Regions from separate parts of the Mus musculus genome. Here regions 1 and 2 are each linked to region 3. A link is a contact called in public HiChIP or PLAC-seq data. All regions are on one chromosome and are shown on one strand. The core of a region is the stretch at or near the end of the contact, and the rest is flanking DNA. Distances in the headings are between cores, read along the strand shown. Region 1 overlaps Specc1l (sperm antigen with calponin homology and coiled-coil domains 1-like). Region 2 overlaps Gm5134 (predicted gene 5134). Region 3 overlaps Cabin1 (calcineurin binding protein 1).

What was found. HiChIP or PLAC-seq counts read pairs in DNA pulled down with a chosen protein or histone mark.
Region 1: an H3K27ac HiChIP or PLAC-seq map of embryonic stem cells shows a contact between it and region 3, with 6 read pairs. The contact joins two enhancer-like sites. A contact is called at or near these places in 1 of 39 promoter capture datasets (neutrophils), 1 of 484 Hi-C or Micro-C datasets (the N1E-115 cell line) and 1 of 115 datasets of contacts at active chromatin or transcription factors (embryonic stem cells).
Region 2: a contact with region 3 is called in an H3K27ac HiChIP or PLAC-seq map of embryonic stem cells, with 7 read pairs. The contact joins two enhancer-like sites. A contact is called at or near these places in 5 of 39 promoter capture datasets (3T3-L1-derived adipocytes, the C10 cell line, HPC-7-derived erythroid cells and 2 more) and 1 of 115 datasets of contacts at active chromatin or transcription factors (embryonic stem cells).

The regions. Positions count from the first base shown.
Region 1 is chr10:75,259,929-75,264,281 of GRCm38.p6, reverse strand. Specc1l (sperm antigen with calponin homology and coiled-coil domains 1-like) reads right to left here. Exons shown (of 16, transcript NM_153406.3): 8 at 2,325-2,488; 9 at 912-1,003. Among named protein-coding and RNA genes, the nearest start is that of Specc1l, 50 kb to the right of the region's middle. Within about 2 kb of position 2,856, at least 5 of the 459 cell types and tissues checked have an H3K27ac peak or open chromatin away from gene starts, as enhancers often do. A contact at or near this core is called in embryonic stem cells, where this site is marked.
Region 2 is chr10:76,000,862-76,005,824 of GRCm38.p6, reverse strand. It overlaps Gm5134 (predicted gene 5134), which reads right to left. Exons shown (of 14, transcript NM_198635.3): 12 at 915-1,130. Among named protein-coding and RNA genes, the nearest start is that of Mir6409, 5.6 kb to the left of the region's middle. Within about 2 kb of position 3,459, at least 13 of the 459 cell types and tissues checked have an H3K27ac peak or open chromatin away from gene starts, as enhancers often do. A contact at or near this core is called in embryonic stem cells, where this site is marked.
Region 3 is chr10:75,646,923-75,651,909 of GRCm38.p6, reverse strand. Cabin1 (calcineurin binding protein 1) reads left to right here. Exons shown (of 37, transcript NM_172549.3): 35 at 3,689-3,853; 36 at 4,809-4,987. Among named protein-coding and RNA genes, the nearest start is that of Susd2, 5.4 kb to the right of the region's middle. Within about 2 kb of position 1,954, at least 26 of the 459 cell types and tissues checked have an H3K27ac peak or open chromatin away from gene starts, as enhancers often do. A contact at or near this core is called in embryonic stem cells, where this site is marked.

The sequences.
Region 1 (4,353 bases), core at 1,607-4,106, 390 kb after region 3:
TCCTTTAGAATGAAGAAGACATCTTGTATAAACATGAAATGCAAGCCACTGGCTGAGAGGCTGCATCTATCTTAGACTGTGAGAGTTTAAAAGTCCACTCACAAATCACAGGGCCAATCATGAAGTGTCAATTAAAAAAGAAAATGTCCCAAGGCCTAACTTTAGGGAGTAAGCCACTGCTACCCGTATTTACAAAACACTAGTTCAGCTACTCTCACCCATGTTAAAGTATTTTGCTTCAGCCATATTCTGAAAGTGGCTGAGAAAACAGCATAACAAGATGGTCTCTGGAGTACTACAGAGAACAGCCCTCTGCCCTGCTCCTGGGTGCACTCCAACAATGGCAAAGAATAGCAATTCTCAAAGTTCTTTATAATGGATCAGCATTCATATCTTTGAGCTTGACTGTGACAAATGGCCTTCAACGAACAGCACTTCTCTCAATCCATGCCTTGAGTAGACTGACATTTAGCTCTGGGCTGTGTATGTGCAAGTGTGTAGATATGTGTGCTTGCATTCAGGCGTGCCAAGGAGGCCCAGAAAAGGGTCAGATACGCCCAAGGAGCTCAAGTCATAGGGTATTGTGTGAGGTCTCCCAATGAGTGCTGGGAACTGATCATAGGTCCTCTCTGAGATCCATGAGCCATCTCTCCAGCCAAATGGTCTATTGGACAGCAAAAGATAAAATGTGCCACCTACAGACTTAGAGAGATCAAAGCTTCCAAAACAGCATCACAATTTACATTTGTAATTTGCCTCAATGAAGCATACTCATGGTATTTTACCAAGCAAATCTAACAAACATCCCTCTGAGGCAGTCATCTGTCCACCTGAGACATGTGCATGACTGAAAGAGGATCTAACATGCATATTTAAAGCTGTCTGCACCTTCAATGATCCTAGGCTCTTACCTGCATGGGAGAAACGGCAGCTGCAGGAGGGGTTTTCATGGGACTTGGACTCAGAGGTGTTCGAGGGATCGCAGCTGCAGCAGCGTTTGGTACTAGGAAAAGAGCAAATGGGAAATTTAAGGATAGACACAGCATGGTACAGGAATGTGTCCTGCACAGGAATTTCTTCAACCAGACGAATGGTTGCTGCTCTAGGCCAGCACTTCACTTCTGCTATTTAATCACAATGTTTGGCTAAAATACTACATAAGGCAATGAACTCTAAGATAGAAAGAAAACGAGAGGACGGGGCAAAGCTCGGTGGAACAGCATTATAGCACGCATGAGGCCCTAGGTTCCAGCCCTAGCATCACTATTTCTATAAGAAACTAAGAGGCAGCAAGGTAGCAAACACCTATAACCTCAGTACTTCAGAGGCAGAGGCAGAGGGATCACAAGTTGAAACTACTCTATCTAGGTCAACCTGGGCCGCGTAGTAGGGCCCTATCTCAATAACCAATATGAATACACAAACACACACACACAAACAGAGACAGAGAGACAGCGAAAGACATATAAACAGAGACAGTATACAGCTTTTATGACAGATTGCAGATATATCTTCAGGGTTCACGCTGGAAGAGCTAGATCATCAAGAGTCTAGCTTGCAGTGTACAGAAGAGGAGCCTGAGGTTACAGAACTTTGATCTGAACTTCATTCCAATTATCCAGGATTTTAGACAAGAAAAACTCTCTCAAAGGCAAAAGATGAGACTAATTCCAAATTTACTGAAATTAATAGTCGAAGGTGCCTTGAACTCTTGTCTTTGACTCTAGAGATGAGGAAAGAGAAGAGAACAAGGAAGCTCATGGGGGAGGCTCAACAGTGAGGAAAAGACGTTAGCTTAGGTTCCTAGGTTTCTGGTCTCAGTAACTGGGTAGAACTCTATTGACAATAGAGATGGGGAACAATGAAGAGAAGAAGCAGAGAATGAGATCTGGTCTGGCATAAGGATGCTCAAGTGTCAGTGTCAACAAGGTACCTGGGTATACAGGATTGAGGAATTCAGAGGAAGGTTGGGAGCTAACGTTATGTATCCAGAAGTCTGCACATAAAGAAGATACAAGAAGTCACAGGAATGAGTATGACCCACCTAGGGAGAAAAGTTACTGGGTGGCCTGGGAAGTAAGGCAAACTGCTGAGACCAGGATTTCTAAACTGAGGTACATTCTGAACGCTGCAGAATGGACCTTAACTCATGATACCATGCGATACTAAGTGATGCTATATGGCACTGTATGATACCATAGTCAACCTGATGAAACTCAGAGCGTACGGCGTACGGTGATATAGAATACCGAACTAGACAAGGAGGATACATCATGTGAGCAGAACCATAAGCCTTGCAATCCACACACACATAATCAAGTTACCTTGAGATGCACTGTCGAAAGACTTGATGAGGGTTTTTACTGTGGGAGTTGGTTCTGAGGAAGTGGAGGACCTTCTACTCAGTCCCATCCCTTGCCTCAAGGCTGCCAAATCTCTTTCAACAGCATTCATGTAGTTATACACCCGGCCACGCTCTTCCTCTTGCCTAAAAACAGGAAAATAAAGAAAGGCATGGCATGTATGAGAAAATGCCCATTTAAAAATTTCTGACTGAAAAGCATTAAAAGTTATTAGGGTTTGGTTTTTGCTTTTGCCTTTTGTTTTTTAGCTTTTTTAATTGTACCAGTTGAACACAATTGCCTGACCTAATATTATTTGCCTGGTAGACAGCAGGAAATGATACTGAAATGTTCCTATCAGGTGATCCTAAGCAAGTTAAATAGCCATCAAATTCCATCTGCATTAAGTGTCAGGTGAGGACAACAGTAATCAATTAGCAGTCAGTCAGGAGGCAGACCGGCCTCAGCCGGACGCAACTGGGAATCTCTGGTTCTGTGCTGCCAGTAAGGCGCAGCCCTTCTCAGGCATGAGGGAATTCACTAGCAGAGATCATCTATGCTGGATCCAGCTAAACACTGCTTCACAGAGACACACAAAGGAGTAAGACCAGAAGTCCCATCTTCCTAAGAAGAGGTAAACTACTGTATCTCCAGAGAATGCCTCCAACGGGCTCGGAAAGCTCATGGAGTCAGTTAAGGCCATAAAACATTTTACTGTCTTAATGAGACACTGTTTGAAAGACAGTAAAAATATTTTATAAAAAAAAAACTTTATTTTCCAAATTCAAAAACTGTTAAGAATAATGTGTCTTATGTTAAAAAAAAAGATTTATTTATTTCATGTATGTAAGTATACTATTACTTTCTTCAAACACACCAGAAGAGGGCATCAGATGCCATTACAGAAGGTTGTGAACCACCATGTGGTTGCTGAGATTTGAACTCAGGACCTCTGGAAGAGCAGTCAGTGCTCTTAACAGCTGAGGCATCTCTCCATCCCCCCCCCTTTTTTTTTTCTTTAAAAGAAACTTTTTTTTCTTACATTCTGTTTTAAAATTTTATTTTATGTGAGTACACTGTAGCTATCTTCAGACACTCCAGAAGAGGGCATAGGAGCCCATTACAGATGGTTGTGAGCCACCATGTGGTTGCTGGGAATTGAACTCAAGATCTACAGTAAAGCAATCGGTGTTCTTAACCGCTAAGCCATCTCTCTAGCCCATTACATTTTGAAAAGAATGCATTTAGCCAGGTGAGGTAGTACATGCCTTTAATCTTAGCACTGTGGAGGCAGAGGTAGAGCTCTGTGAATGCAAGGCCAGCCTGGTCTGTATAGTGAGCTCCAAAACAGCCAGGTTACATACAGAGAGACCCTGTCTCAGGCTCCTTTTAAGACCGACTTTTCGTCATCAGCAAATACCAGCAGCTGTCCCCTTAATGGACAGGACCACATCACTTACTAGGAGAAAGTAGCTCAGACTGAAGCCAGCACGGTGCTCGCCTCAGCCACCTCATACCTGGACACAGGGTTTAAAGCGGAAGTGCCGGCTCACACTTCCACTTATCACATGGAAGGTTAGAAACAGGGCACTCCAGGGCTGGGATCTGGTAAACCTTTCAACAAGGGTATTTTAAGTGAAACCCATGTTTTGTTAGGCAGTTTTGCACTAGAAAAAAAACAAAAAGTTAGCACATGTTATAATGAGCTTGACTTTGATACGAAGGCCCTGGGTCACCAAGTTTACCTTTGTTCTTCACTATCAATGCAAAAATCAGTGCAAACCATCAACTTCCGGTTAGTATTATTATGAAGACTAAGTGCAAGGAGCCTGGGAAAGTTCCATCACTCTGACGACAACAGCACAGTACAAGATGGCTCTCTCATCATTTAATAGTGTGTGGGGCCTGCAGAGGCCAGAAGGGAGCAACATGTTCCCTGGAGCTGGAGTTACAGGTAGTCCTGAGCTGCTGGAACTAAACTCAGATCTTTTGGAAAAGCAGGAAGTACTCT
Region 2 (4,963 bases), core at 2,210-4,709, 350 kb before region 3:
GCCTCTGTCATTTCTTTTTTTTTTTTTTTCCAAGACAGGGTTTCTCTGTGTAGCCCTGGCTATCCTGGAACTCACTCTGTAAGCCAGGCTGGCCTCGAACTCAGAAATCCACCTGCCCTCTGCCTCTCAAGTGCTGGGATTAAAAGTGTGCGCCACCACTGCCCAGCTTGTCATTTCTGACTTAACTTTTGACAATAGTCTTCACCCTTTTGTCCAGATTAGGTAAAGCTGCAAGCAAGGTACTTGGTCTTGCATCTCCATACCCATCTGTGTTGCTCCCTCCTGATTGACAGGTGGGTGCCCGGGACCCTCTCACTCCTGCCAACACCAATTCCTTGTGCTAGAGTGTCAAACAAAGTAGGTTACAAAGTGGAGCCAGGTCAGGCTTTGGAGCGTGTAACAAGAGCACTTAATAGGCTCATTACCTTGGGCAACTTATTTAACTTCTATAAGCCTAAGCTTTCTAATAAATACATAAAACAGATGACTGACACTTACCTCCTAGGGGGAGTAGGAAATCCCTTGTGAAGAGGTGGCTGAGACCTATTTCTGGGGCCTTTAATCCTGTCCCCTGGCCCTTCTTCGTGGCCTGCCCTGAGGGCATTGATCTATACTGAGATTAGTGAACTCAATGTTTCAAAGACAATAAGCCCTTCGTAACTCGCAGGCTTAAATGAGTTTGTAGTTGATGGATCATTGAACAGCTTTTGTTTATTGCTTATTATTATTATTATCATTATCATTATTGGGGATTGTTGAGCCAACACAAAATTGCAACCAGGATCCTTTCTGTGGCCCGTTGCCCATTTCTGAGCGACTCCACCCACAGTCCCCCTATTTCCCGGACTCCAGCCATTCTTCCCTCATTCATGATTTACCCTGAGACTCTTCCTCCAGCCTCCTGACAGACTTACGTGGTGATCTGGAATCGGTTCCGTAGCTAAGGAGATGGCCAGTATGATCAGAATGGTGACCAAGAAAAGGCAAAAGCCAAAATAGAGGTAATGGAGGCCGCAGATGAATATAGGACACTGGCGGTCTCTCCCGCAAGTCACCGGGCCATAGAAAAACTCAGCCAGCAGTCGAAAGACACCAATTGTGGTTCCCACAATCAGTCCCCAGAAGGCGCCCTGCCAAAGAAGCCGGACAAGAGTTAGACAAAGATAAAGTATTAGACAAGACAGCATGGCTTCTCCTTCCCTTTGCTGATGAGCTGGGTTCTAAAGTTAAGTGTGTTGAAATGGGGAACATTGATACCTTGCAGACAAGAGTCTAAGCAAGGGAGGAGATGCCAGGCTGTGGTACTGTCCCTTACAGGGGACTTAGGAAGAGTTGGGAATGTTTTTAACTGAGGCATCTCAAACTGTGTCCGAAAGAGCTTCATCTTCCTTTTCCCTACATGGGAGCCCAGCTCCGAAGCTCGGGTCAAACCTAGGAGCCAGCTCCAGCTCATTCCCTTTCTTTGCTCTTCTCCCTCATTCTCCAGTGAATCACATTGGCCCCTGCTTCCAAAATGTGTCCTGAGCCCAGTCCCTTCCCATGGCCCTCGCCTCCTCCATCCTTTCTCATTCAGGGGGCCACATCTTGTTCCTAACTGTCCCCTGGCTCTGCAGGAGCATCGACTAGAGAATGCCAAGCCTCTTCCTGGACCCTCCAGTGACTTCTCAGCACCTGTCACCAGGATCAAGCCTCACTCCTATAGTGTGCTTCACGCCTGCACCATGCTTCACCCCTATGCCATGCCTCACTCCTACACCATGGCTAACCTCACCAAGCTTCACTACTCCCCACTTGGTCACTCATCTCCACCCAGCTGAGCCTGCTTCTGCATCCCAAAGATGCCCACTTCACTTTTGGCATGAGTTCTTGCCCTTGCCCTTCTTCCTGCTTAGAATTGTCCCCACATCTTAGAACTTCTTTGATTCCAGGTCAGTTCCTTCTCCCGCTGAGCTGTGTCCCTGTTTGTCCACCCACATAGCCCACCCTGTAACCTTCATGATCCTTCACAGTCCTTTTAAAATATTTTATCTTTTATTACTTTTAATTATGTTATGTGCCTTTCTTGGTTAGAGTTACCATCGTTATGATGAAACACCACGACTAAAAGCAAATTGGGGAGGAAAAGGCTTATTGGGCTTATATTTCCACATCATAGCCTATCATCAAAGGAAACCAGGACCGGAACTCAAACAAGGCAGGAACCTGGATGCAGGAGCTGATGTAGGCCTTACCCCCTACACCATTTCTCTGCTGCTTACTGGTTTGTTCTCTATGGTTTGCTCAGCCTGATTTCTTATAGAGCGCAGGACCACCAGCTCAGGGATGGCTCCACCCACAATGGGCTGGGCCCTTCCCCATCAATCACTAACTAAGAAAATGCCCAGGCTGGAGAAATGGCTCAGTGGTTAGGAACACTAACTGTTCTTCCAGAGGTCCTGAGTTCAATTCCCAGCATGTGGTCATGGTGGCTCACAACCATCTGGAATTGGATCTGATGCCCTCTTCAGGTGTGCCTGAAGACAGCTCCAGTGTACTCATATACATAAAATAAATAAATCTTTAAAAATAAGAAAAAAGAAAATGCCCTAGATGCTTGCCGACAGCCTGATCTTACAGAGGCATTTTCTCCACCGAGGCTCCCTCCTCTCTGATGACTCTAGCAGCTCCTGTTAGGTTGACATGAAACCAGCCAGGACAGTGCCTGTGTATAGGTTTGCACACATGCATGTCCAGAGGCCTCATGGAGTCCTAAAGCTGGGGGTCACAGACAGTTTTGATATACGCGACGTGAGTGCTGGGAACTGAACTTGGGTCCTCTGCAAAAGCAGGAAATGCTCTTAACAAGTGAACTGATCTCTCCCACCCATCCCACCCCACCCCACCCTGCCTCACAGCCCTTCTTAAATACTCTGTTACCATCACAAAGATTTGTCAGCTCACTTTATGTCATCTCCTTCCCCCAATTAGATTGTCTGACTGCTCTACAAAGGCAGGGACTAGATATTGGCTCAGGCGTCATACCTAGAGATGCTTTCAGGCTGGGGGTGGATGTAAGTCAGGATCCCTACAGAGGGGGAACAAAAGCTTTGCGTCTGGTCAAAGGACCCAAAGGGGTCACTTCCTGAAGGAGATAGGAAGGAAGCAAATGATTACACTGTGCAGAGCTGGGAAGGAGAGAGAGCCTGACAAAATGCTTTAGGTTAACAGAGGCAACCGTGAAAGTGTATACAGTAAGTATATCTGCAACCTTGAGCCAGGGACAGTGGGCGAGCTTTGGGGGTGTCCCAATATCCCAAGTTTTGTTGTCAGCAGAGAGAGGTAGACTTCTGTGACCACCTCCCCTCCAGCCCATCCCTTTCCAAGGAGAACAAAGCTAAGCCACTCTGAGGCCCAGGTTACTCCCCTGACATTTGTGCTGCTAAATTAAGGCTTAGTGAGCTGGGTGGCCTGGCAGCCCTGGCAGGTGGCCTAAGGAACTGAGCAGCTGAGACAGATGGGCCTTAGAGAGAATCTCTGCCAGGTGGAGCAGCCAGAATATATTCCTGGCAAAGCAAGTAGTCCATGAAGGAAGAAGGGTCGAGGGGGTAGGAGACAGTTCAGCAGTTACCGGTTTGGAGCAGCCTGGAACTGTGGGCTGTCCACGGAGAAGGAAGGATCTGACACAAGTGTGTGTGGGGGTTGGGGGGCAGATCACAAATGGCCTTGGGTGTGTGCATGGGATCTTGTGCAAGGCCAGGCTGCTCAATTCTGTCCAGGGTTACAAGAAAGTTTAAGACATAAATCAAAAGAAAGAAAGAAAGAAAGAAAGAAAGAAAGAAACAAAGAAACAAAGAAAGAAAATAAGAAATATAAGACACTCAGGCTAATTATGCCTTTAAAGGAAATCCCAATTCCCGAAAGGCAGTCCAAACATCCAGAAATGTGCTCAATCTAGACTAGAAGAGGATTTCTGGCAGTTATAGAAAAGACTGCATTCCCCAGTTAACTATGAAGCTGGTCCCTCTACCAAAAGGAGTGGAGTCACTAGCAGAATAGATATATGACTACTTGGGGTGCCTATCAGCACATCAAAGCTCACGCTGGCCTCTGGACTCCCTCTGTATCACAAGTCCCTGTTATACACTTCAGAGTCCATGCTAGCATGCTCCTCCTTCTTACCCTAATCGTCTGCTCGATAAAGGCAAGGACTAGATACTGGCTCAGGGGTCGAATCTAGGGACTCTTTTGGGCTGGGGTGGATGTAAGACAGGAGCTTGAATGCAGGAAAATAGTAACACAGGGTATTTGAAGGGATGTGGGCGGGGTGGGGGGTGGTGGTGGAGAGAAAGCGTCACCTGTTAAGAGCATTTGCTGCTTTTGTGGAGGATCTAAATTCAGTTCCCAGCACCCATAGCGGGGATCTCACATCCTATCTCCTGCCTTACCTTAAACCCTCACCAGCCCATGGAGTCCCTCCCTGAACGGACTCATTCTCCTTAATAACCCTGAGATCCCTGCCGTGCCCCTCCCCCACTCTGCTCCTAACTCTCTCACTATACTTTCTTCTCTCTCTGTCTCTGTCTCCCCCTCTTCCCCGCCCCCTCCTCTCCCCCACCCCTCCCTCCTCTCTGCACTGGCGATGTCAAGTCTACTTCTTTCTCTCTCAGTTCTGGACTCTTTCTGATACCTCTGGCTGTTTTCTCTCACGCCTATAGTAAAAGCTTCTCTTCATCAGCTATACCTTGGAGCGGTCATGCCGTCAGTTTATACACGGAGGATTGTTGATAAAATAAACCATCCATTGGGACCTTTGGTTTGGAAGTGGGGAGGGTCTTTTTTTCTCTTTCTTTTTGGTCTGAAGAGGAACTGAAGAGACAGTTCGAATAATCGTCTCAGCCCAGAGACAGTGAAGGAATCTACCACTGTGATTTAATACAAAGTGTGGGCTCTCTCTGTGGACAGAGGCCAATGGAGGGGCAGTTTC
Region 3 (4,987 bases), core at 705-3,204:
ATTGGAGACTGGGTTGGAAGCGCCCCTCTCAGCTCCTTCTGGGGCTCGGTGCCAGGCACCGGGATTTTCAGCAGATGCTCTCCCCAGGTTACCTTGAGGATTGTGCCAGGTTAGGGACCCAGTCACTCACCATTTGTTCCAGAGGAACCTCTGAAGGCCACAGGACAGGGCGGTTGGCAGTTGGGCTCAGGTGAGCATGCACAAAGCTCTGGGTGCCATCCGCAGCTGTCCTAATCACTTCTATCTCCTCACACCACAGGGCTTGGACTCACGGTAGCAGATGAGCTCAAAGTACAGGGGGCAGAGCCAGAGCAACTTTGTGGCTGTTAGTGATCACACAGGCCCACACCGCCGGTTGCCTTGCCCTCTGCTCATCTAGATCCTAGACTAGCAATGGCTGGCATCATGGAGCGTGTCAGGAGTCTCCCACAGCATTCCCAGTGCCGCCTCCCGTTAGCAGGGTAGAAAGGAATGAGGGTTTCCACCTGACTGAGTCAGCCTGTGCGCCTCCATCCCATCCTGCGTTTCTTCACAGATCCATTGACCTGTTCTCCCTTCAGCTTATCATGCCTACAGTGCCATGACACCCACTAAGCTGCCTTCCCTGGGTCCTGACCCAAGGTCATACCCATGTGCCCCACGACCTTGGAGAATCTGAGGACTGGGGTGCCAGGCCCAGTGTTCTGAGTGGGCTGTTCCTAGTTGATGGTCTCCTGTGCAATTGAGTTGAAGTCATTAGCTGCTCTCCTGAGTGGGTGACAGCCTGTCTTTCTTGATGGGACCTCTGCCTGGTTCTGTTGATGTCTTGTCTGAGCGAGCACAGCAGGTAGGCAGCTACACCACTTTTGAACGCTGGCTGGCAGGCTGCCTCCAAGCAAACAGAATCCTACAATTCATATCTTATTTCTGGAGGTTAGCTCTGGGGAAGAGTACCTCCTTCTGTATGTATATTCCACAGTAGCACTCTGACGAATGTGGATAGGGACAGCCCTTAGCAAGAACTTGGTTGGGCCTGGCCAGAAGGCCCGGGCACACCCATCCCCTGACCAGCCTGCCTTCCGACTCAGATCAGCACATGTTTGTGGGGATTTTCCATGATCACCAGAGCTCTCTGGGGTAATATGGGGACCAGTTTGGAACAGCCATGTCTGTAGGGCCCACATCCTGCATCTCTTCAACTAGTCGAACCCTCATGGAAAGAGTGCCTCACCAGTTCCTAGACTGCCCAGCTGTGATAGGCTAGTGCAGCAGAGTGGCTGGGTCTGCTGTTCCTGTTGATGGTACAGCCTGCTTACAGAGGCCCTTGACAGACATATGTGGGGGACTTTAATAGCAAGAAGTTAGAACGTGGGGCTAAGTGAAGACTAAGCCACCTGGGAGCACAGTTGCCTACCCAACAGCCTCCCAAGGAACATATGGGAGGGCCCAGAAGACAGCTGCGGAAAGATCCTGGTGGCTCTGCCTCCCCACCCACGCTGGCCAGTGCAGTGATCTAGCCCTGGCTTATCCTGCCTGCTACATCTACCCATGCAGTCCCAGCCTATGCCCAGCCCCCACCACCTTAATGAAGGAGAGTTCCTTTTTCCTAAAGCTGTCATGTGAAGAAAATAGTTAGGACAGCAAGTAGAAACAGAATGTAGGGGCCACAATGTCAGCTTGGTCCAGGTCCTGAGAGTCCAGGGGAGTCTGAGCCAAGCCCCAAGCCTCCTGGGACAACCCCCACAGTTCTGGTGCCAGGCTTTAAATCTACTCCAGAGAACAGGAATGGGTTCTCCTAATGGCGTCCTGAGTGGCCAGGCTAGCCCTAGTGAGGGGAAGAGGTGCCCTTGCTTCGTGAGTATCTTCCCCTATGTCCACATCTCCGCTGGACACCTCTCAGTACTGTCCTTCCTCAGGATGCTTTTAGGAAGGAAGCCTGGGCTCCACGCGGTCCTGAAGCAGGCCTGTGGGACCCCGTGACCAGCTTTTGTTTTGTTGTTTTGGTTTCTCTTTGTAGCCCTGGCTGTCCTAACTCACTTTGTGGATAGGCTGGCCTCAAACTCAGAGATCTGCCTGCCTCTGCCTCCCAAGTGCTGGGATTAAATGCCACCACCATCTGGCCAGTTTTTTTTTTTTTTTTTTTTTTTGTTTTTCGGGTATTTGGAAAAAGAATTCCCAGCAGTGTTTGCTGTTACAGTTGAAGACCTTGAATAGTAAACAAGTAAGGGGGCACTTTGGCCACCTGAGGCTGCTGCTGCAGGGAAGGAGGAGCCAGCCACCTGACACCCATCCTACCCAGAGTGCACCTTGGTCCACCTCAGGGAAGTCAGCCATGTTGATCCAGATCATCTAGAAGGATGGTACTCTGGAGAAGTTTTGTTGTATTTGGCTTTTTGAGTAGTGTCTCAAGTCCAGGCTGGCCTCCAGCTAGTTACAACCATCCTTATCTCTGCCCCCAACTCAAAGCCAGACATTTGTTCTGCCTGTGTGTCCTAACCCCCACCTCTGCCACTCAGGAAACCCCTGTTAAGCCAGCCAGCCGCATCAGGTGGAGCGCTGCCCTCTGTGGATGGGTACGGCCTTGGGTCCAGGCCCAGAGAAGGCAGTTTGGTTGGTGTATATCTAGATTTCCACCCTGCAAATGGGAGGTGGTGCTAAGAATGCCGCAGGGCAATCCTGAGGTGCTCCACTCTGCCAGCCATTGTTTGTCTATGACCCAGACTTCCAGGCAGTGAAGACAAAAGAGGGAGTGGCTCAGGTCGGGTGAGATCCGGTCTTCTCCAAGTTGGGTGTGGTAGGACATACCTTCCTCCAGAGCTGAAACTGGATAATCTCATGAGTTTATCCTGAGATCCAGAGCAAGAACTCCTCTTTAAATAAAGAGATAGAAAAGAGGAGCCCTCTGGACCACGGAGGCTCAGGTGGAAGAGTCCCATGGCACTCAGGTTCCTGCCTTTCCCCTGCTGAAGGAAGGAGGTGGCTGTCCCTGGCAGGGGCAGGGTGAGAACTGAATGAGTGGGGAGATGGGAGAGAGATCCTCACTGGAAAGGCAGGGACAGCTGTGTCCCTAGTTCCATCCAACCACATGTGACCAGTTCCAAGGCCCTGCCTTGTGCTCAGCAGGAAGATATGGTACCCTTGTGTTCCTTCCTACTTTGGTCTTAGTTGACAGCTTTGGTGGTTTTTACTCTGGTTGTAATCACCATTCCTGTGAGCAGGAGGAGGGATAGGCACCCTCACACATAAGCCCACTCCTGACAGCCATGGCGGTATCTTACCTAAGTCTAAGAGCTGTGTCCCGTGAGCAACTTAGAACACTGTCTCTCTCGCTCTCTAGCCAGTCAGGCCCCTCAAGACTCCTAGCCAGGCAGGCATCCCACAGATTGTCATTCAGGACAGAGGGACATGGCACCACCTCATGAAGACCAAGGAGGGCTCCGATTATGGCCCTGGCTATGTCAGGCCCCACTGTACACACACAGACACAGTCTACTTAAGGTGTGATACATTTCTTGAAACTACCTGCCTGTGCTTTGCTGGTCCTTGGCTCCTGTGGAGATAGAGCGCCGCATTCCCGTCATAGGGTCATAGGTCCTAGGGCATAGTCAGGTCCTGCAAGGCCTGGCACAGAAACGTGGATCCTGGGGAGGGGGAGGGGCTTGCTCCAGGGAATGGGGATGTTCCCTGTCACTGGCCTGTGTCTCCACAGAGGGAGAAGAGGCATCAGGAGTGACGGAGGGCACCAGCATTCTACCCCAAGAACCACGCTACAGTCACCAGATAAAAATGGCTGCCACAGGTCACCTGGCTGAGCAACACTGCTGGCCAGTGGAGGTTGCTTGCCAGACAGGAGCTGAGCCCACCTGCAGCCAAGGTAAGACCAGTTAGGAGCAGCCCCGCACCAGCTCCTGCTAGTAGGCTGCACACAGATGACAGCCATAGGTGGACTGAGGACAGACGGATGTACAGAGCACAGGAGGGAGTGAGGACAATCCTGGCTGGAGTCTGTCCCAGACCATCAGCAGGACCCACAGCCTCATTTCATCCCAGCTCCACAGAAGGGTCCTACTGGGGGGGGGGGGTCTTTCTTAGGCCTGTAGTACTACAGAGCCCAGGGGGCAGTACTGTGTGGGGAGGAGTTTGTGCCCCATCACTGAGGTGTCCCTGTGGGCACTGAGATGGAGCACAGACATTCCCTCCCTTATTCCTTCCAGCCACTCTACCAGCTAGGCCCCTTGAGACCTCTTGGCCAGGTCTCCCACAGACCACTCAAGAGGGAAGGACATGGCGCCAGCTCACAAAGACCAGGCAGGCCCTGGATAAGCTCCCACTCCTTTTAAAGAGATGAGGCTGAAAGAATGTGGAGCCATGCCAGGACAGCTAGGCTGCTCCCAGCTCCTGCAGCTCCCAGGCGGCTGCCAGGTTCCAGATCTGCACTCTGCCCATAGCCCTGACTGCCTCTGGCCTCCAGGAGACACAGAATGGACTAGGGCCAGCCTGTAACCCCTACTTGAGAGGGAGTGGTTCAGAAGATACAAGGTTTGGGTTGTTTCGGTGCTGGGGACCTTTCGGAATTCCTGTGAAATCTCAGAAGAGCCACTAGAGTCCACCGATGCTCCTGTGTTGTGCCTAGCTACAAATACAAACCTAGCATTCCAAGGGCTGCAACAGCGGTGAGACTGAGACCCTGACAGTCAACCTAGGCAGGCCAGAAAGGCATCCATGATGTGGGCCCTCTTGACTTCCTGTGGAGGAAACTGAGTTCTTAGCAGAGAAGAGACAGGCAGACTAAGGAGGCCAAGGGAACTTAAACTCAGGTCTCTCAACAGCCTCCAGCACTAAGGTCCCCAGCAGTGGAAGTACTCAGACGGCTGAGAGCCATCAAGGCAAAACTGAGTCCAGCAGGGCCAAATCCCGCCTCCTGCCCAACATGCCAAAGCTGGTGATCCCCTCGGCCACCACCAAGTCCCCTCCTGAGATCACCGTCACACCACCTACCCCTACCCTG